Regions from separate parts of the Mus musculus genome. Here region 1 is linked to region 2. A link is a contact called in public Hi-C data. All regions are on one chromosome and are shown on one strand. Each heading gives the region's core, a stretch centred on a gene start, on an enhancer-like site or on the middle of the called end of the contact. The rest is flanking DNA. Distances are from core to core; before and after follow the strand shown.

What was found. Hi-C and Micro-C count contacts between places; a contact is called where the count stands out from the background.
Region 1: a Hi-C map of the N1E-115 cell line shows a contact between it and region 2, with 5 times the contacts expected there. The contact joins the promoter of Dscam here to the enhancer-like site in region 2. A contact is called at or near these places in 2 of 39 promoter capture datasets (the 3T3-L1 cell line and hippocampal neurons), 4 of 484 Hi-C or Micro-C datasets (the N1E-115 cell line, bone marrow-derived macrophages, cerebral cortex and 1 more) and 2 of 9 other capture datasets (adipose tissue and liver).

Annotation. Positions count from the first base shown.
Region 1 is chr16:97,169,204-97,172,113 of GRCm38.p6, reverse strand. Dscam (DS cell adhesion molecule) reads left to right here and starts at 1,379. Exons shown (of 33, transcript NM_031174.4): 1 at 1,379-1,880. The coding sequence starts at 1,838.
Region 2 is chr16:97,098,917-97,101,956 of GRCm38.p6, reverse strand. All of the region lies in intron 1 of Dscam (DS cell adhesion molecule), which reads left to right. Among named protein-coding and RNA genes, the nearest start is that of Dscam, 70 kb to the left of the region's middle. Within about 2 kb of position 1,751, at least 11 of the 459 cell types and tissues checked have an H3K27ac peak or open chromatin away from gene starts, as enhancers often do. A contact at or near this core is called in the N1E-115 cell line, where this site is marked.

The DNA of each region.
Region 1 (2,910 bases), core at 130-2,629, 71 kb before region 2:
GAACACCGCAACCATTATAGTTAGAAGTGCTGATGATTTCATTCTGTATGCCAGGGCAGGAACACTCATGAGACGCACACGTATGCTTAGAACTGGTAAGTGGAGGTAGTGGTTTGACTCCAAGCTGTCTGCCTCAGCTTTGTCTTGAGTGCTTGGCTACCAAGCCCCAGCTGAGCCTTAAGATGGTTGGAGTACCTGAAGAATTGTGCCCTAAAAGAACAGGAATGCAGGGAGGGAAATCAGGCCCACTGCCTGCCAGGGAGCACAGCTTTGAGGAACAGGGAGTGAAGAAACACCCTTTGCATGCAAAGGCAGAGGACACTGGGGTTCGTGTGTAGCTGGCAGAGCTGGAGGCGCAGCCTGAGTGGGCGGCAGCACGTGACCACCTACAGCTGCAGAGCAATGGCAGCCAGTGCGGCGTCAGGGCTCAGCTGACCCTTCCTAACACAGGGCCTGGCCATCTTGTGCCCAGCCCTGGTAAAGCACCATTTTATTTCTGCCTCAACATTTGCTTTTCTGGGCTATTCTGTGAGCCGTTTTAGGGGTGCCTAATCTGTAAGTGCACATGTAGTTCAGGCAGAAGATGCCTGATAGTCTGCGAAACTATCTCCATTTCCCATGAAATGGTCCTCTCTTGCCTTCCCTCAAAGCTTTCCCAGTCCATAGTCCTGGCCGTGTGCATTCAATGTTAGACTTTAAATCAGGGCACATTCTGACTCTGTGGGTCATTATTTTGTAAAGTGCCAGATACGGATATGTGCTTTTTGAAGGGCCTTTGTTGAAATAGTATCATTACTTCAAGATCTTTCTGGAGACCCATTTAGGCCATGGTCTGCTGTGCCAAGAAAGGGGTTGCATGTTGGGACTCAATACGCACTATCAGCTATTTTAATCAGTTTTTATACACCACTCAGAGACCAAAATTAGAATCGCTCATGTTTGCACCCTAGTATGTATTAAAGATAATTAAAAATCAGCCAGTGAAGTCAGAGAGCTCTTCCCAGGAGCCGCGAGGACTCCAAGGCAGCATTTCCCTCTAGGCAGATGGACTAGACTTTTCAGGGAGTCAATACGGACTCCGAATCCTGCTGCACATCGCATCAAAACTGCTAACGCCTCGCGGTCACCTCTGCCTAGCTGGCACCCTTCCGGAGTGGTCAGCCCCCGGCCGCATCTCATTAACAACCTGCAAGAACAGAGCTACACACGATGGGCTGTGTGGGGACGCGTCTCTGAGCCTCTGAGCCTCTGAGCCCTGGGTCCCGCCGACTGCGTGATCCGCCGCACTCCTCTGCTGCTGCTTTAAGACTGCAGAGCGCCCCAGCGGCCAGAGCAGGGGAGGGGTCCCCGCTCGCCTCCGCGCGCGGCCCGCCGGGCTCAGGCAGGGAAGGGCAGCACAGGGGACCCGGCGCCCGAGGCCGCCGCAGCAGGATGAGCCTGGCCGCGCGCCTGCTGCCTGGCTGCGGAGGGTGAGGCCGGCGCCCGGGAGGCCGCCGCCTGGCCGCGCTGCGCATCGGGGGGCGCCCGGCATGAGCTCGCGCCCGCGGCTGCGGCTGTGCGCCCGCGCCTGGCTGCCCGCGGCCCGCTGAGCCGAGCCGAGCGCACGGCGCACCTGGGCTGTGTCCGCGGCGCGGGGCGCGGCGCCCGGGAGCAGGTGTGCGGGGGCGCAGCAAGCGGGGAGCGCGGCTGGGCGGCTGGGCGGCCCCCGGGCAGGTGGCGGGCAGCAAGCGGAGCCGGGCCGGGCGCGGCGGAGCGCAGCGCAGCGCGGGGGGCGAGGCCGGCGCGTGGCTCGCTCGCTGGCTCGCTGGCTCGCGGGAGGCCGGGCAGCAGCAGGGGCATGTGGATACTGGCTCTCTCCTTGTTCCAGAGCTTCGCGAATGGTGAGCCTTGCGGTCTGTGCTGATTCCTGTCTGGGAAGGGGCCCGGGGGATGGGTGCGGTGTAGGGGGTTGAATGCATGGGTGAAGTCTTTTCCCTTTCCTTTCCTATCCGGGTTGGAATGTTCGTGCATGCGTTTATTTATTTATTTAAAAAATATATTTGCATTGCTTTGGAGAGGTTAGGCGATACTGATAGGAGGCCGGGGAGGCATCGCTCTGCAATCGTTGGAAGCAGCCTACCTAGCTAGCTAGCCAAGTGCCAGCTCAAAGCCTAACTCCAGAGCTAGACAGCTACCTCATCAGAGCCAGGCAGGTTTGGGAAGAAGAGAAGGGAGATGATCATTGCCACTTTGAATATCATAACCAGAAAAGGACATGGCGTTAGGAGCGTAGGCAGGTGCAGGGGTCAATTAAGACAGTAGCCCTCAGGTTCTGCACTCTTGAGCCTTAAAGCCTCCGCTTTAATTCTGCTACAGTTTATCCTTGAAGGCTGTGGGAAAGATGCGTCTGTCTGCATCCCCCTCGTCCCCTGGACACTACATGTTCCTCGCAGTAGTGTATGTAAAAATATGCACTGCTAGGCATTACATCATCTGTAATGTTGACAAATTTTTTAAAAATCACCTGTATACTTATAAAAGTGAAATTGGTGAATGTTGTACATGGTGTTTCCCCCTCATGCGCAGCTCAGTATAGCCTTTTGAGATGCTTTCTTCCTGATATTTAGAATCTATGGCTTTTGATGGAGTCAGACCCAATTAGTAAGTGTGTCTGCACCTTAGGCTGCCTGTCACAGTGTAAATATGAACTTACATGTATGAATGGCTTTCTCTCCTGTGGCAAAGAGAGGGAACTGTTATCATTTGGTACCGCTTGGAAGCATCCAGGGCTTCAATACCCATCTTAAATGTGGAACATCTGCATAAAACGTATAACCTGCTGACAGTTAAAATTAAACCATTGAGAGAGAGAGAGAGAGAGAGAGAGAGAGAGAGCACGCAAGTGAGCGAGAGAGAATGTGAACATGAGAG
Region 2 (3,040 bases), core at 502-3,001:
AAGGCTTATATGTGCTAATTTGAACAGATTCCCAGCACCCATTATAGGAGGCTCTAAATTTTTGGTCTCCAAACAAACTCATTCGGACATCAAAAGAGGTCTTTAACTGCTCATTAACACTACAGTCTGGGACACTTGATGCACTTCCCTGTTGAGTGAACTGCAGGCTCCTATCCTTCCATTTGCCTTCCTTTCCAGAGTAAGGTGGCATTCCTTTCTTCATTCCCAGGCTCTTTTGTCTAAGGCTCTCCACAGTCTAGGGTTTAGCTTGAGTTCCCAATAACTAATTGCTTTTGGTTCAAACTTGCTGATTCCAGTTGACATGCTCCCTGGCAGCTGCTCTGGTCTAGAAACCACTCTACCCTGGGTGACCCAGTACACAGAGTTCCTGTAGATGGGGCCCCAAGGATATTAGGGAAACCTTCAGATAGTCACTCACTCTCAGGAACATCAGGATAGGCTTGGTGTCTTATTGAGAATAAGCTCAGGCAAGATTATTTGTTACACTCAGACACCAGCCAGGACCACTCTTGACCTCATCAGGTATGCCCTGCAGGGCTCACTGGAAGCAAGACTAAGGGTTGCCATTAGCAGAAGGGATGAAATAGCCATTGGAAGCATTGTGTGGGATGAGTGTAAAAGACTCCTTGGGAGTTTGTAGAATGTGAGGCAAGAGTGTCACGGTGTTGTTTTTAAACTGATCACACTGCAGCCTCATGGCTTAGAGATAGGGAATAATCTGTGATGTGGTGTGAGGTTAGATGACTGTATGTCCTTTAGTTATGCCCTGGCCTGTGCTGTGTTATAAATTCAGATGTTTTCCTAAAATATGTTCAATAGCACAATGTTCTTTCTTCTAACTAAGTGGTTTATTTACTATGGTATATAATATGTGTGTATGAGTGTGAATATACACAAGTCATGGCACATGCATGGATATCAGAAAACAACTTCATATAGTTTCTTTTCATCTACCTTTACGTGGATTCAGGGGGCAGACTCAGGATGTCAGGCTGGAGCAGCAAGCACCTTTGCTTGCTGAGTCATTTTGTAGGCCCTCAAAATGTTTGATAAGTACATAGTTTTCCAATTCATCAAAATAGTCTGCTTGATTTTTTTTTGGCCCTTTAATTCATCCCTTAGTGAACACACAGGTGCACATGCAGACATATACACATATATACACAGGTGCATGTGTACGCACAGGTACATGTACATATATAGGCACACACATATGGACATGTGTACACAAACACACACACACACACACACACACACACACACACACACACACACACACACACATACACACTGGCGAGATGAGCCAAGTACCAATTAGCAAATCACTGGCGTTCTGACCTGAATGTCACAGAAGACATCATGAGCAGTGCCGTCAATTCATATTGTCAATTAGCTGTGATGCCCAGAACCAGACATTAGCAAAGCTGCAATTAATATTGGGAACATCACTTCAACCTGCCATTCAATCAGGAACAGCTTCGAGATGCTCGTTCTAGCACACTTTGTTCTCAGTGGCAGTCATGCTGATGATATTTAAAGGAATGTTTAATTGAGCAGATCTGGCACCTTGACCCTCATCCCTAGCCACACTGGGCAGGGCCTCACAGGAATCTGGGACTGCAGAGGTCAGCCATGCACAGCCAGAAAGAAAGGTGCAGAGCCACAGAGCATCTTCCTTAGAGCAGTGGCAGCTGAGCAGGACATGGCTGCTTAGTATTTGGCAACAGAATGACAGCTGGGAGTCCTCAGTGTCATGGTTCAGTGCTCATGTGCTCATGTGACCAGCCCATCCTGGGGCCCTTGACTTCAGTTTGTGAGACTCAGACCCCAGTCTGTGATTATCTACACATAAGTAAAGAGAGGGATACTGCCTTCCTCAGTAGAAAATTAAGATTTTTATCTCTGTATCGTCTGCAGCCACCCCTCCCCCATGCCTCTAGTGTGTTGTCTTTGTGTGATCCAGTGCTCTGCTCACCTGTGCTGTCCATGGGCTCATGTCTCTTCCTTCCTTCCTTCCTTCCTTCCTCCCTTCCTTTCTTCTTTATTGGTTAACATTTCAAATGTTGTTCTCCTTTCCAGATTCTCCTCTGCAAGCTCCCTGTTCCCTTCCTCTTCCACTGCCTCTATGAGGGTGCTCCCCCAAATTCTCACCTCACCACCCTAGCATCCACCTACACTGGGGCAACAAGCCTCCACAGAATCAAAGACCTCCCCTCCCATTGATGCCAGATAAGGCAATCCTCTGCTACATCTGTGGCTGGAACCATGGGGTCCCTCCATGTATATTCTTTGGTTGGTGATTTAGTCTCTGGGAGCTCTGGCAGGGGTTGGGGGGGTCCAGTTAGTTGATATTGTTGTTCTTCCTATGGGGTTGCAATCCCTTTCAGCTACAGGCACACTTTTCTATTGCTAACAAACAGCCTTCCTATTACAGCATGGAGTGGTCAGGGCTATCTGCTGTTGCTGCCTGGTAATTTTACAAAGTAATAGATAGTGATCATATTACATATACATATATGTGTTTTATATGCATATGTTTTGTATATATGTTATGTGTGTGTATAACTGAACTGGTCAGGAAGTAAAAAAGGAGGTGGTAGAGACATAGTGGGAACTTGAGGGGGAGATTGTGGGATAGAAATGATGTGAATACAGCACTCATGTATGAAATTCTCAAAAAATAAAATAAAATAAAAATCATAAAAAGACCTTGGAAAATTTCTCTGCCTGGGAATTAGAGGACTGTGCTGTTCTGGCTTGGTGCCTACCCACAAACAATCAATTGTTTGCAGTAAAAATATCATAGGAGGAAATGAATTTGAAATGACCTATTTTATCACGAGCCAACCTTGTGTTTTTATTCAGCATCCTAGCTGCTCCCAGCATTCTAGTTTCATGTCACCTTCTGTTAGGTTTGCGAAGGCCATCCCTCAACGACTCTGTCAGCATTGTGTTCTCTGGCATCTCTAAGCTTCATGTCAAAAGCACACGGTCAGAGGCCGTGTTTTGTATTTCTATA